Regions from separate parts of the Mus musculus genome. Here regions 1, 3, 4 and 5 are each linked to region 2. The links are chromatin contacts, called in public Hi-C, Micro-C and promoter capture Hi-C maps. All regions are on one chromosome and are shown on one strand. Each heading gives the region's core, a stretch centred on a gene start, on an enhancer-like site or on the middle of the called end of the contact. The rest is flanking DNA. Distances are from core to core; before and after follow the strand shown. Region 1 holds the start of Lif (leukemia inhibitory factor). Region 2 holds the start of Ascc2 (activating signal cointegrator 1 complex subunit 2). Region 3 overlaps Gm11958 (predicted gene 11958). Region 4 holds the start of Castor1 (cytosolic arginine sensor for mTORC1 subunit 1). Region 5 holds the start of Osm (oncostatin M).

The links. Promoter capture Hi-C pulls out the DNA fragments that hold promoters and counts their contacts. A called contact is a pair of places that touch in the nucleus more often than the background predicts.
Region 1: a contact with region 2 is called in a promoter capture Hi-C map of the SN4741 cell line, with 5 times the contacts expected there. The contact joins the promoter of Lif here to the promoter of Ascc2 in region 2. A contact is called at or near these places in 10 of 39 promoter capture datasets (the C10 cell line, the HPC-7 cell line, the SN4741 cell line and 6 more), 1 of 15 datasets of contacts at CTCF or cohesin (large pre-B cells), 5 of 484 Hi-C or Micro-C datasets (CD4 T cells, embryonic stem cells and epidermal suprabasal cells), 8 of 115 datasets of contacts at active chromatin or transcription factors (bone marrow-derived macrophages, embryonic stem cells, extraembryonic endoderm stem cells and 3 more) and 2 of 9 other capture datasets (adipose tissue and macrophages).
Region 3: a contact with region 2 is called in a Hi-C map of muscle stem cells, with 2.9 times the contacts expected there. The contact joins the enhancer-like site here to the promoter of Ascc2 in region 2. A contact is called at or near these places in 6 of 39 promoter capture datasets (cranial neural crest, hematopoietic stem and progenitor cells, hippocampal neurons and 2 more), 1 of 484 Hi-C or Micro-C datasets (muscle stem cells) and 1 of 115 datasets of contacts at active chromatin or transcription factors (embryonic stem cells).
Region 4: a Micro-C map of embryonic stem cells shows a contact between it and region 2, with 4 times the contacts expected there. The contact joins the promoter of Castor1 here to the promoter of Ascc2 in region 2. A contact is called at or near these places in 5 of 39 promoter capture datasets (embryonic stem cells, hippocampal neurons, neural stem cells and 1 more), 1 of 15 datasets of contacts at CTCF or cohesin (large pre-B cells), 3 of 484 Hi-C or Micro-C datasets (the Ba/F3 cell line, embryonic stem cells and reprogramming fibroblasts), 5 of 115 datasets of contacts at active chromatin or transcription factors (bone marrow-derived macrophages, embryonic stem cells and memory CD8 T cells) and 3 of 9 other capture datasets (adipose tissue, embryonic stem cells and liver).
Region 5: a promoter capture Hi-C map of embryonic stem cells shows a contact between it and region 2, with 6 times the contacts expected there. The contact joins the promoter of Osm here to the promoter of Ascc2 in region 2. A contact is called at or near these places in 3 of 39 promoter capture datasets (embryonic stem cells, hematopoietic stem and progenitor cells and neural stem cells), 2 of 484 Hi-C or Micro-C datasets (the Ba/F3 cell line and CD4 T cells), 2 of 115 datasets of contacts at active chromatin or transcription factors (embryonic stem cells and memory CD8 T cells) and 1 of 9 other capture datasets (liver).

The regions. Positions count from the first base shown.
Region 1 is chr11:4,256,291-4,258,990 of GRCm38.p6, forward strand. It overlaps Lif (leukemia inhibitory factor), which reads left to right and starts at 1,278. Exons shown (of 4, transcript NM_008501.2): 1 at 1,278-1,398.
Region 2 is chr11:4,636,316-4,639,015 of GRCm38.p6, forward strand. Ascc2 (activating signal cointegrator 1 complex subunit 2) reads left to right here and starts at 1,435. Exons shown (of 20, transcript NM_029291.2): 1 at 1,435-1,507.
Region 3 is chr11:4,301,053-4,303,752 of GRCm38.p6, forward strand. It overlaps Gm11958 (predicted gene 11958), which reads left to right. Exons shown (of 4, transcript NR_166831.1): 3 at 2,019-2,136; 4 at 2,419-2,700. Among named protein-coding and RNA genes, the nearest start is that of Gm11958, 17 kb to the left of the region's middle. Within about 2 kb of position 1,434, at least 121 of the 459 cell types and tissues checked have an H3K27ac peak or open chromatin away from gene starts, as enhancers often do. A contact at or near this core is called in embryonic stem cells and muscle stem cells, where this site is marked.
Region 4 is chr11:4,216,935-4,219,634 of GRCm38.p6, forward strand. It overlaps Castor1 (cytosolic arginine sensor for mTORC1 subunit 1), which reads left to right and starts at 1,291. Exons shown (of 9, transcript NM_028022.2): 1 at 1,291-1,492; 2 at 2,014-2,084. The coding sequence starts at 1,380.
Region 5 is chr11:4,235,408-4,238,107 of GRCm38.p6, forward strand. Osm (oncostatin M) reads left to right here and starts at 1,378. Exons shown (of 3, transcript NM_001013365.2): 1 at 1,378-1,506. The coding sequence starts at 1,476.

The DNA of each region.
Region 1 (2,700 bases), core at 28-2,527, 380 kb before region 2:
TAGACCAGGCTGGCCTTGAACACAGAGATCCACCTACCTGCCTCTGCTTCCTGAGTGCTGGGATTAAAGGTGTGCGCCACCGCCCAGCCCCAGTTTTAAAATGACTTTATGTGTGCAGTGTTTCACCTGGTCCTGGTGTCCTGGGCCCTACAGAGGTTAAAGGGGAGTACTGTTCACCAAGACATTTCTGCACTCCACCCCTTCATCCCAACTTTAGCGTGATTATTTTTCTCTTCAGTGAGAGACGAAGACCTTACAGGTGAAAAGATTGTGACCTCTGCCCTTATCTTACTCATAGGCCAAGCCTCAGTTTTGCCTCTGCACTGTGTGTTGTTGGAGCCCACTTCCCTAAAACAGGGTTTCCTGGGAAAAGTGTAGGACTAATATTGCTCTAGGCAGGTTTGAAAACTGTCAACAGTCCCTCCTTCTCTCCCTCTCTTTATACTTTACTCTCCTCCCCCCTTTCCCTTCCCTCCCTCCCTCCCTTCCTCCCTTCCTCCCTCTCTCCTTCTCTCAGTCCCTTCCTTAATCCCTTCTTGATTGCTTTTTTTTCTTTTTTCTTTTCTGTATCTCTCCTCTCTTAGTCCCTGTCCCCAACCATCTTCTGGCCGTCCATGGCAAGCCTGCCCAGGCAGTCTACAGAACTCCTTGTAGCACCAAGAAAAAGGTCACAGTCCACAGAGAATCAAGAGGCCCTCAGCAGCACAGGCAACAAAGTTCCTTGCTTCCCGGAGTATTCCCAAGGGCAGGGCTTGTCCAGGGAGGGACGAAGGTCCCACAGCAGGTGGGGCCCTGAAGCCTGGGGCTGATTGCAGATCAGAAGGGCCAGGTAGCTCCCCGGGTTATGAGGTGGGGGCTGGGACAGGGGCAGCTATAGGCCTGTGGCTCTTGGGACAGAGACAGAGGATGGTAGCTGTGCACACAGCCTGTGGCAGGTCTGAGTCAAAACACCTAAGGTTGACCCCAGCTGGTCATGAGGAGAGCTGCCCAGTCATTGCCTTATGCTGGCTTGGGTCACCCAGACAGGCTAGGCGCGGCCCAGTCAGCTGTGACTCAGGCCATAGTGGCTTTGCCACGCAGCCCAGGGGCATCAAGTACAGGGACGCCCCCTCCCCACACCCAGCCCTGCTTCTCCTTCTAACAACACCTTTCCCACCACCGTGTCAGGCTCCATCTGTGGTGTGGGTGCTCTACCTCTCTGGTCCTCAGCTTGGGGGTGGGGTGGAAGTGGGGGGAGCCTCAGGCCACCAACTTCAGACGGAAGTCAGGTGGGGGGCAGGGTGAGGAGCCAACGCCAGAGGAGCCTCAGGAGGAGAGGGAAGCAGAGGGGCCCAACAACGATGGTGTCACCCTGAAGACTGGACAACTGTGCAGACTGTGGAGGGCTGCGAGACCACGGTAGGATTCCCTTGAGGGGGCAGGGCGGAGGGGCACTGCTGCACCCCACACTTATCCCCAGGAGGGTAGATGGTCCATCAGTTGCTCCCCTGTGGATCAGGGGCACCTGCTGGCCCACACAACCCTCCAGCATTCGCTCTCCCTGTCTGTAATGGATGCATTGTAAGTCAGGCTTGGAAGTCTCTCTTGGAGGATGGCCAAGCAAAGCTGGAGAGACCAGCTGTGGAAGTGTCCCGTGGGTTAAAGTTCACAGGATGGGTAAAGGGCAGTGGAGAGAGCACATGGATTCCAGGCTTGCATTGTGCCATCGTGGTAGGGTCAGCCTGATTCTAAAGGCAGTCATGATTTCTGCATCCCCAGGGGACTCAAATCCCTTTTCTTTTTCTAGAGTTCTGAGCTTGCAGAGGCCTCATTTACCCTCCGGTAGATGGAGCAGTGGAGGGCCGTCCCTGTCCATTCAAAATGGGCTGCAGCAGTCCACGGGGACCATCATGGGTGCTCTGGGGAACTTGATCAGCCAAGGTCATTACTCCTCTGCCTTTGACCTTGGGCCAGATCGGAGCTTGGCCGGTCTTCGTCCCCCCCGCATCCGAGCTCCAGGACAGTGACAAAGAGAGAAAAACAAAAACCAAGTCTGTGCAAGAGCCCCCTGCGTTGGGTGCTTGGCATCCAAAATTCCAAGAGGCTCTTACCTCTAATTTGTCAGTGTTCCTCCAAACCTGCTAGGGGGCTGACAAAAGGAGGGGACATTGTTCCCAGGATCCTGTCCATGTCATGCCATGCCGGGACAGGACAGTAAGGGGAGCCTGGGACTAGTCTGTACAACCAAGTGGTTTAGTTTGCTTTGATTCTTGCCTCTTGCTGTGTGAATTTGGGCAGTTCATTTTCCTTCTCTGGGTCACCGTGGCCCCCTGCGAAGTTGACAGTCTGATCCCCACCTGGAAGAACTGTCAGGACAAGGTGGGAGCAGGTAGCAGGACCAGGAAAAGGCCACTGCCCCCTCCCCCAGAGCCATGGCAAGGCTGTGCCCCATTGACCACTGAATGTGGTTCTGGCACCTCCTTGTGGCCAGTCTTTTGGGCTACACCTTGCAGATATTAGGACAAAGCTCTGGAAGCCCCCAAGAGGAGCCTTCTTCCCTTGTGTTGGTGAATGGCCTCTGCCCACCCCCATCCTGCACCCCAGACACCCACTCACTTCCTCAAATCCAGTTATCCAGCCCCACCCACCTACTGGTACGGACTGAACAGGCGAGCTGGCGAGCCGACTGTACTTGCTGATTCTGGGCAGCAGGTGGCGCTG
Region 2 (2,700 bases), core at 185-2,684:
GAAACAGAGAGAAAGAGACAGAGACAGAGACAGACAGACAGACAGACAGACAGGACATGGTTTGTGAATTTGGAAGCAAATTCTTTTTGGACCTTCAGCTGGGACTCCAACCCTGGCTGATACCTTGATTGAAGTCTTGTGGGACACTCAGATGTAAACAGGACTTGCTAAGTCATGCCTAGATCCGTTGTTTATTTATTGTTTTTCAAAACAGAGTTTCTGTGTAACAGCCCTGGCTGTTCTGGAACTAACTTTGTAGACCAGGCTAGCCTTGAACTCACAGAGATAAGCCTGCCTCTGCCTCCCTAGTGCTGGGATTAAAGTCCTGTGCCACCACCACCCAGTCAGGTTTAGATTCTTAATCAAAGAAAATGTGGGCTGTTTTGTAATAAGCTGCAAAGTCTGTGAGAACTTTTTTCGTGGTGAAATATAACCAATTAGCACACTCCTCCCATTTCTGGTTTAGAGCCCATCTACCCACTAATTCAGCCGCTTAACATCTCTCCCATTACTTCACAACTATTTGCTTGTTTTCCTGACAATGTGAGCCCTTCCACAGTATAGCCCTGGCTGTCCTGGAACCCTCAGTCATTCCTCAGCCTCCCAAGGGCTAGAATTACAGGCTGCACCAGCAGCAGCAGCTGGCTATTACCCACTAGTTTTCTGTGATGATCCTTATCCAGCCTTGGGAGCCACTAGCTCTTCACCATCTGAGACATTTCTTTGGAAAAAATGTATCCTGTTCTTAAAATAGCTATACTCAGCCTTTCTGATTTAAACAACATGTGGTAGACACTTTTAACTCCAGCATCTGCGAGGCTGAAGCAGGAGGATAGTCATCAGTTCCAAGCTATACTGAGTTACACAGTGAGTTTTGGGTCAGCTTGCCTACAGTGTACCCGGCTAAATACATGGACAAATCTTAAGTGTACAATTTGCTAAGTCTGCCTAAGTAAACCCATCTGTCCGTCTGTGTATGTGGCCACCGCCAAGATGAAGACCTCCATTTTCATTTGTGGGATCTTCCTGTTTACTAACCTAAGAAGTAACCACCATCAAAAGCCATAACTACACATTTTTAACTGTTTTAGAGCGTTCGGTAAGTGAACTATACGAGCTCATCTGCCTTCCTCTGCTCTCTCAACGTCACATTTGTGATTTTGACTCGTTCAAACTTCTCTGGATTAAATTTGAAAACTGGTAACTGAGTAGGGTGGAAGCCTGGATTTCTGAGAGCTTCCCAAACTGGATTGCCTTAACCCAGGAGGGTGGCCACCAAGAGGGAGTGGTCAGGGTCAAATTCCTGCGCCTCCAGGGGGCGGGGTCGTCTCTGTGGGGCGTGGCCGTGGCATTCCCCACCTCCACAGTTGGCGCCGGGGGCGGGGCCAGGCAGAGCAGGTTGGCTTCCTTTCTGCGCCTACGGAATCGCAGTTTGACCCCGGAAGTGCTGGATCTGTGGAAGCTGTGGTGTTTTGCAGCTGAACATCTCGGGTGTGGAGCCGGGGAGGTAAGTACGTGCCGGGGCCCCACCGGTGGTGCTCGGGAGGAGCCAGGACCGTGCTTCGGGCGCCCTCGGCACCCTCCAGCCCACGGGCTTCGCGGCGGAGCCAGGCTTACACTGCCCCAGCCGCTGTGATTCCCCCCACTTGGAGAACCAGAGCCTGGAGTTCCGGTTCATTTTAAGGCTTGGTCCTAGAGAGACCTGGGACGATCCCCGGTCCCCACCACCTTCTCCCAAGCTTCAGTTTCCTCCATGTTCATTCATTTGTTCAGCATGTATTTGTTGATCGACAGCCACGTGCCTAGTACAGACCTAGGCGCAGAGGGTACAAAGAGCAGGACAGACGAGGCTCTGCTCTCGTGAAGCTTACAGTCTAGAGGAAGGAGACAGTTACACATTAAAGATATGACAGTGAGTAACAAGGAGAGAGACTACAGGGAGAAGACCAGAGAAGGTTTTCTGATAGAGAAACTAAAGCAACAGTAGCTCCGAGATGCTCTCTGGCATATTACAACTGTTGATTATATCACGACCCTCCACCCGTCCACCCGGAAACAGTTAACTATTGATTGGCCTCTGCTGCTTTGCCCAGCATAGACTGTAGAGTGGTGCACACCGGTCCTGGTCCTTTTAAAACTCAAAGTCTAGTGCCTGCGTACATAGTTGGGACTGAAGCATCTAGAGTCAGATGTGATGACACATACTTGTAATCTCAGCACTCAGGAGGTTGAGTCAGAAAGATTGGTTCAAAAACAGCTTAGGCTACATGAGACCCTGTCTACGATGTAACAAAATTAATTAATTAATTGATTCATATATATATATATGTATATATATATGAATGAATGCGAGGAAAGAGTGGTGTGTGATGTTGCATATAGTAGTGTATACCAGCACTCAGGACACTGAGGCAGGAGATTGCTACAGTTAAGAGCCAGTTTATATGGCAAGACCTTGTTTCCTAGTATTTGAAAACAAAATTATGTTAATGCCAAGAAAAGCACTTAGAAGAGCACTCAGTATCTAACAAACATGCTGCTCTTGTCTTATCAATATGTCTTATATTGCCAGGGCTGGGCCAGACATATTGACTTGTCAATATGTTTTATATCACCTGGTAAGAAATAGCTGGTCATATCCTCAGCTTGTCTGTGAGGACATAGTGACTTCCTCCTCCTAGCCTTGATGTATTCATGTGT
Region 3 (2,700 bases), core at 184-2,683, 340 kb before region 2:
GGTGGCTGGATAGCTTGTAACATGTCCCCTGGAATGGCTACAACACAAATTGGTTTGCCTTAGTGTTTTCTACTTAGATATCATTAGCTTCCAATCCCAACATGGCCAGTGCCCTGTAAACTGGGAGCCTGGAAATTCTGGTGACCTAAGGCAGCAAAACAGAACAAGTTCCCTCCCCGCGTGTGGAGCTTCACCGACTGACCCAGACTCTGGGAGGCAGGTGCCCTCGCCTCTTTTTCTGACCGAGAATCTGAGACTCAGCTGTTGTCTGTGTTTTCTCCACAATGGGTGGCTAGAGACCTGTTCTGTACCAGTGTCGGCTGACCTGTACAGTCTATGTGAGACAGACTGTCAGCTTTTTTTTTTTTAAGATTTATTTTATGTATGTGAGTACACTGTTGCTGTCTTCAGACTTCAGACACACCAGAAGAGGGTGCTGGATTCTATTGCAGATGGTTGTGAGCCACCATGTAGTTGCTGGGAATTGAACCCAGGTCCTCTGGAAGAGGAGTCAGTGCTCTTAACCACTGAGCCATCTCTCCAGCCTGACTGTCAGCTTTAAACAGAAGTTAGTCCTGTGCAAAGTCCTGGGCTCTGTGTGGTCATCAAAGGGTAGGTCATGTTGTTGTTTCACAGAGCCTCATAAGGCTCCTGGAGAGAAGAGCTACCAGGGATGTGTGAAAACCAGGGTACAGCTTGGTACGGTGCACATGGGACATACCAAGGGACTGTTTCATCTCTTGACAAATCCAACACAAACCCAGAAAGGCATCTGTGTTAGGAAGGATGGGTGTGCATGTGCGAGAGTGTGTTTTCATAAGTGTAAAGGTTCATGTGTGTTAAAGTGTGTGTGTGTGTGTATGTGTGTGTGTACACGTGTGCCTAAGAGTATGAGGGTAAATATTTGACAGGATCTTGTATAGCCTAGGCTACCCTTGGCTTTGGGATGACCTTGAACTTCCTATCCTCTGCCTCTGTCCTCTACCCCGTGGACTAGAGGCAAGTGCTACCGTGCCCAGATGTCTAGTTTGTGTTACACTGGAACTCCAATCTAGGGTTTTGTGTATGCCAGTGCATTCCCGTGGGAGGTGGGCCTCCAGCCCCAATTTTGGTTTTGTTTTGGTTTTTTTGCTTGTTTGTTTGTTTTGTCTTGTTTTACTGTGTAGCCCTGTCTGTCCGGAAACTATGTAGATCAGGCTAGCCTCGAAACTCTCAGAGATCCACCTGTCTCTGCCTCCCCAGTTCAGGGATTAAAGGTGTGCATCACCACGCCCTGCCCCCATAAATCTTTTAAAACACACTTATCTTTACAATCAATCAAGAGGCAGCAGGCAAGCATGCAGATGCAGATCCAGTCCTTAGTGGTAGCCACTCCCTCTTAGGCCCACAGCCTCATCAGGCCCAGCTTCCTGGGCCTGGTTGCTCTGGGCCCACAGCTGGCTCTGTACCTCAGGGAGTGGCCCTGTTCTATCCAGGGCAGATTAACTTCCCTGGGACCGGCTTTGTTTTGGCTCAAGAAGTAACAGCAGAGGCTGAGAGCTGAAAGCAGAGGCCTCTCCCTCCCACCCTGGGGCCTGGCTCTGTTGAAAACCTTTGATTTAGGCTTCTCAATTTGCTTTCCCTGGCTGGGTGTCCTGGGCAGAGGGGAAACACCTAGGACTTCAGCTATTTTGTCTGCTGCAATTTAGGAGAGGGATTTGATATCTAAGTGGAGGAGGTTCCAGCCGCAGCAACAGCAGCAGCGGCGGCGGGTCTAAGCTGTTTGTTTGTGGAGTACAGGGTGGGTGGGGTAAGGCTAGAACACTGTAATTGGAAGCAGGAGGCTAGAAGCTGACACTTCTGCAGATAAAAATTCTCTGCTGAGGGTCCGGCTTGTGTGATAGTGTGAGGGAGCCCGCTCTTGTGCGTGTGATCTGCCAAGGCAAGGCTGTGTTCGCTTAAATCTGGGTTTAAAACATTCTCCCTCTCTTCACCCTGGATTCTTTTTTCATTGACACATTTCTTCATTGACTCCTTAGGGATCATGAAGATCTTGCGTGTCAACTCTGAAGCCCTGCAGCACGTGCCTAGCCAGCTGCAAGACCTTTTCGGAGGAGCCACCAGCAGGCTTCCTGAAGGCCAGGCTGCAGCTCTCAGGTGTCTGCCATTGTCTCAGTCCCTGCCCCGGGTCTGCCACTTGGCACACAATAGGCCTTGTACATATTTGTCAGATGAGTGAAGAGTGAGGTCACTCACTACTGCTCCGGGTACACGGCCGAGCTAGACAGCCACAGTTCAGAGATCCTTTGAGTCTTTGAGCCAAAAGTATTTTGAGCCAATCCCAACTTCCCCCTGAATGCCATCCCCGGAACGATACTGAAGAGGTATACCAGGAAAGCCCTGTGATTATGTGAAGGTGGACATTATGTGTCTCCACAGGCCTGCAGCCAAGCTGAAAACAGTTCTCATGACTATGTCTCATCCCGGAAAGAAGATCCTTCATGGCATGGTCGCTTTCATCTCATCATGAGCTGAGTGTCCAATACTTACTGAGATGTGGTCCCCACGTTAAAGAACTTTAGAAATTGTAAGGCCGCGTGCACCCCTGCCCATACCTTGATGTTCCAACCCCCTTGGGTACCAAGAAGGACAGGAAGATAGAGAAAATGATGGTGACGTGGGAGGAGGAAGGAGCCCCTCACCCAGGCTTAAGCTCCTCAC
Region 4 (2,700 bases), core at 41-2,540, 420 kb before region 2:
GAAATCAACCTGTGCTTGCTCGTTTCTGCTCAGCCTTGGGGTTTTCTTAAACCTTGATCACTGGGGTGTCTGCCAGTGCTTAGGGGCCTTCTTGGATCTGTAGCTAATTTAGATGTGTTCAGGCCAGTTGAGTTCTGCAAATGATGAGACGCTTTAAGAAAACTTCAACAGGGAGGTCTCTGGTTTGATACCCAGGGAACCTCAAATACTATGGCCTGTCCCCTCAGTGTCTGAGCCCTGGGCATTCTCACTTCAGGTACTTAGGGTTGTCCCTGGAATAAGATTCAGAATCTAGGGGTAAGGGCTGGAGAGATGGCTCAGCAGTTAAGAGCACTGACTGCTCTTCCGAAGGTCCCGAGTTCAAATCCCAGCAACCACGTGGTTCACAACCATCCGAAATGAGATCTGATACCCTCTTCTGGTGTGCCTGAAGACACAGTATACTTACATATAATAAATAAAATTTAAAAAAAGATTCAGAGTCCATAGTATGTTGCTTAGACAGGAGAGGAGGACCCTTTTTCGGTTCCTCCCCTCAGTGGGGAGCATTCTATTTCAGAAGTTGTTTGACTAAAAACTGCCACACCGGCCAGGTTTTGCTGGTCGAAACAACAACAAGATAGGGTTGCAGTACTATCAAACCAACCTTGGGCACCCCATTCTTAGGGATCTTTAGTCCTTACTGTCCTTGTCAGCTCTGCAGTCCCTGCCCCCTACCCCCGGCAATAAAAGGAAGATAGGCTCCAACTCAGCTGTTCCGCGGGTCTCCAGCCTAACCTCCCCACTCCGGAGATTTATGGACAGCTCTGGCCCCAACAGAGCTCCAGCCCGGCTTCCAGCCTTCCTACAGTCCAGACAGGGTTTTTCTGTGTAGTTCTAGCTGTCCTGGAAGTCACTCTGTAGACTAGTCTGGCCTCGAACTCACAGAGATCTGCCTGCCTCTGCCTCCCTAGTGCTGGGATTAAAGATACACACTTACCACCGCCAGGCTCTGCGTTTTAGTGGCTTTAACCATAAAGCCCACGTGCGAGCCTGGAGGATAGACAGGGAGGGGACCAGGAGCTTCCAGCACGTTCCCAAACCCAACACAGCGGGCGTCCAGCGGAAAGGGCGTGTCTGGGGCGTGTCCTTGAAGGACTCAGATGGGTGAGGGCTAGAAGAGTGGCTTTGGCAGAGTTTGAAGGCAGCCCGCAGCGCCCGGTAGGCAGGGCTCAGGAGGAGGCGTGGCCACTTCACAGTGGCTGTGGGGCGTGGCCGCCGAAGTGTGGATCCCTGGCTGGGCGGACCGGTAGCGGGCGGTGCTTCTTTAAGCCCGGCGCCACCGCATCGCCTCCTGCCTAGGTCTCGCTGGCGGCCAGGCCGGGGCTGCCGTATCTGCGATGGAACTTCACATCCTAGAGCACCGGGTGCGAGTACTGAGCATTGCCCGTCCGGGCCTCTGGCTCTACACCCACCCGCTCATCAAGCTGCTCTTCCTGCCCTGTCGCAGTCGGTGCGCACCCGGGTTCACGAGCGCAGGTCGGGCGGGTGGAGGCTCCTCTGCCCCTCTGGGCCAGGGGCGGAGGACTAGAGTCGCCGCGAAGCAGCGGGTACCGGGTGGGGACGCTAGCCACTCTGGCCATCATCCAGCCTGGGCCTTACCCTTTCTGCGACGCCGCCTATCCGGCCCGGAGGGCCCCGCTCCCAGGGCTTGTCAAGGTGCAAACTGCCTGGAGTAGGCAGTGTAGTGGGGGCATGTGTTCCTTGGCAGGCTGTAGCCCCTTTCTAGTCTCCTCACGTTAACTTTTGAGAGTTGTCCAGGGGGACCCAAAGCCTTCCACTTCTGTGGAATGGAGGGGAGATCCCAAATATGGGATCTAGACTCATTGATCCAAGGAAGAGAGTGAGGCCCGAGTGCGGGTCCGGAAGGCTCCTGGTGGGGGGTCCTTTAGTGCTGCTGGAGCAGACTTCATTTGCTGTCTCCATTCCATTCACTCTAGGCTGAAAGTCTTCCCACCCCTTCCCTCCTCCTAGGTGCAAGTTCTTCAGCCTGACTGAGACTCCGGAAGATTACACTCTCATGGTGGATGAGGAGGGCTTTAAAGGTCGGAACTGGTTCCTTGTTTGCCTCTAAGCAGTATTCTTACTAAGTTTAGGGATCCAGCTTCCCAGAGAGCTTAGACCCCAAAGGAATATAGGTCCGGGTTCAAACCTTCCATCACTCACTGAAGTACTGTGTGGGATGGAGTCGTGACCGTTTGACAAAATTTGTGAGAGTTTTATAAACGTAAAACCCACACGGAGCTGAATATGAGTCCCAGGCCAGCACAGGTGGCCATGGTGTCTCACAGTTTTAGGGGAAAATAAAGGGGTTCCTGCAGCTGTTTTACCCTGAACATTATTTCTTCTTGGACTTGTCTCCCCAGTGGAAAGCAGCCCCTCCCTTACTGGCTTGGGAAGCCTAGGCGGCTGAGAGTTAGGGAAGGAATGCAGGGGCAGGCAGCAAGCCCAGAGCAGGGTCCAGGGCCTCCTGGCTGAGTCTGAGTGAACAACAGCTACCCTGGCCCTTGTCCCTGTTCAGGACTGGGACCGGGGAAATGACTTCTGGCTTCCATGTCTGCCTGCTTGCCCCATCCTCTAAGGCCTGGAGTCTCAAGCTAGCCACCTAGAGTTTGGCTGAGCCTCCCTCCCTAAGGACTTAGATTCCCTGTTCTGTAGGGA
Region 5 (2,700 bases), core at 128-2,627, 400 kb before region 2:
GCTTCCCTCTGTCTCCTTATCACAGTGAGAGCTTGAGTGTAGGGGTATAGGGACTGTCCCAGGATGACATCACGGATATGAAATGCAGAAGGATCCCTGACCAGGGCCCTAGGGAACAGCACCCTGGAGTGGGCAGAGGTAAGAAATTCAGTAGGAGGAAATGAAGACTTCAGAAGGATCTAGTCTAGACTGTACTGGGGAGTTGCTAACAAGGGGGACACTCTGCTAGGTGCAGAGAATATGTGGATGGGGGCACAGTCGCCTCCTGGATAGGGAGTGGGGGGGTTGTTGAATGAATATATGAGGGCCAACAGCAGGTACAGCCTAAGGATGCTCATTCTAGCTTGGCAGATGTGCTGTGGCTTCCAAGCATGGCCTGTGGATCTGGCTCAGCCTGGGCCTCAGTCCCTCAGTGCGGAGAAGCAGAAGACCCACCCATGATGGATCGCTATCTTTCAGAGAAAGTGAAACCTTGTGTCCAACTGTCGCAGCTCCCCCACCCCTCCCTCCAGCTTCCCCTCTGAGCTCACAGCTTCCCGGTCTCCCCCGCCCCCTCCATCCCATCCCCTGAAAACCAGTACTTGGAATTCAAGCCTAGTCTTTTCTTTTTTCTTCAAAGGCTTTTTTGCCTTTTATGTCCATGTTGGCAGTGACCTTGAGGGGTGAACCAAGGAGTGCTTTTCTCTCTCGCTTTCTCAGGTGGGGCTCAAAGTAGCTGAGTGACTTGCCTCAGACAACACAGCGACACAGCGTGTCACAAGCTTTGAACCCGTTCTCTAATTTCTCTTGCTCCAAGGGTCCTAAAGGACCCTGTCTACAGAGAGAGGATCTGGGATTGGGAAGGCTGGGCGAGGACAGTTAATAGAGACAATGGAAATGAGTTGGGCTAGAAGATGCTGACCTGGGATTAGAGGCACAATCTTTGGGGCCCAAGTCTGGCTCTGTGCCCAGAGCCTGGTGGTTTCCGCTCACAGATGTCCCGACAGCCCAAGCGAGAGGGTGGGAAGGGCACTCAACAAGGAAGATGTCTGGCTCCCTTTAGCCCTAAACCTTCGTGTCCTAGGAGGTTGGTAGTTTCTGGACCAGGGGTGGCCTCCCTTGCAAGTCGTGCTCTGACCCCTGGACTGATCCCTGAAGATGATACGGACCCCCGTGCTGCCCGCTCACCCCAAGAAGGCTGAGGCTGCGGTTTACATCATCCTTGGGCGTGGGGCTGACCTCGAAGAACGAATTCGAAGAAAACGGGAGGAGGAGCGGGCATGTCATGGCGCATGGCGCCCATTGGCCGCCTGGGGAGACTTTGGTTTTTGGGGTCATGTTCCCAGAAGGCCTGCCCTTCCCCCTCCCCCTCCCCACCCACCTCACGAGATGTTGGCCAATCGCCCCGTCGGGCATAAAGTGGCTGCCAGCCTGCAGGACACCCAGCCAAGCTGTGTCACCCCTGAGAGGCACGGGCCAGAGTACCAGGACCCAGTATGCAGACACGGCTTCTAAGAACACTGCTCAGTAAGTACTTCCTTCCTTTCTACCATCCCAGGGCGCAGCTGGGCCAACTGGCTGCTGTAGGCACCCTCTGCCCTTGGGAGCTGTAGATCAAGTGAAGGATGTGGACGAGAGGGAGAACTAGTAGGGCAGGGATCCACTGAGACCCCAGCATAGCCACAGGTGGAAACGTAGTATTTCTGGAAGGTATTCCAGAGGGAGGCGTGAGAGAGACCATGCCGGGGACCAGGGCATGAGGGAAGAGGAGAAAGAGTGAGAAGAGTCTGGAGAAGCCCAAGGCAGGTAGGGGATGAGCAGAGAAGGAAGTTCCAGATCTGCGCGGAAATGGAGCAAGGGGCTCACTTCTTGCTCTGATTCAATTCTCGGGGTCTGGGGCAGATGCAAAGTCAGCCAAGCCAGAGGTCCTTAGATCATCCCGCCACTCATACAGCCACACCCACACGGGGACAGGCAAGCAGAGCCATCTATGTGGGAACAGGTCCTCCCTCTCAGTAAGGTAGGAAGTCTCACCTGCAGACCAGAACCCCCGGTGACCGGGGCAGGTACTGCAGTGCCTCACCTAGGTCTACGGGCACACCCCCACAGGCACTGGTCCATGTGCACCTGTTACAAGCTCGCTGTGGACCCTCACTGGCAGTGTAGCTGCAGACACGGGGGAAGATGGGGAGGGGACTTGTGGTTGGCACGCCTGGGCTACAGGCCCTCCCCAGGGGCGAGGGGGTGGGGTGGGGTGGGGCTGGTTGGTTTGTAGGAAGGGAAGGATGGTGTCGTAGCCTTCCGGGCCATTGCACCACAGGCCCCTTCCGACCACGTGGCTGCCGGTGCCTGTGAGGGTGGGGGCCTGCGAGCTGGAACTATGATCATCTGCCCTCACCCCTACAACCTTCTCCTGGGCTCCCAGCAGTCCTGGTGTGTGCGTGTGTTAGGGGTTCGTGTGTCGGTGGCAGGAAGGGCAGGGCGAGTGCTGAGCATGGGTGACCTGGACAGGCTTTCCTCTCGCATCTTGCTCACCTTTCAGCAGAATGGCCGTCAGCACTGGCTGGCCCAGTGAGTGGAGAGGTGCTTTTTCTGGCTCTGTGAAAAGAGCTTAGGTGACCTGCTGCCCTGGGGCTGCACCTCAGGACAGACCCCTGGTCAACTCTATTCTGCCTACAGGGAATGTTAAGGTCTATAAAGTAGTCAGGAACTTAACCTGTC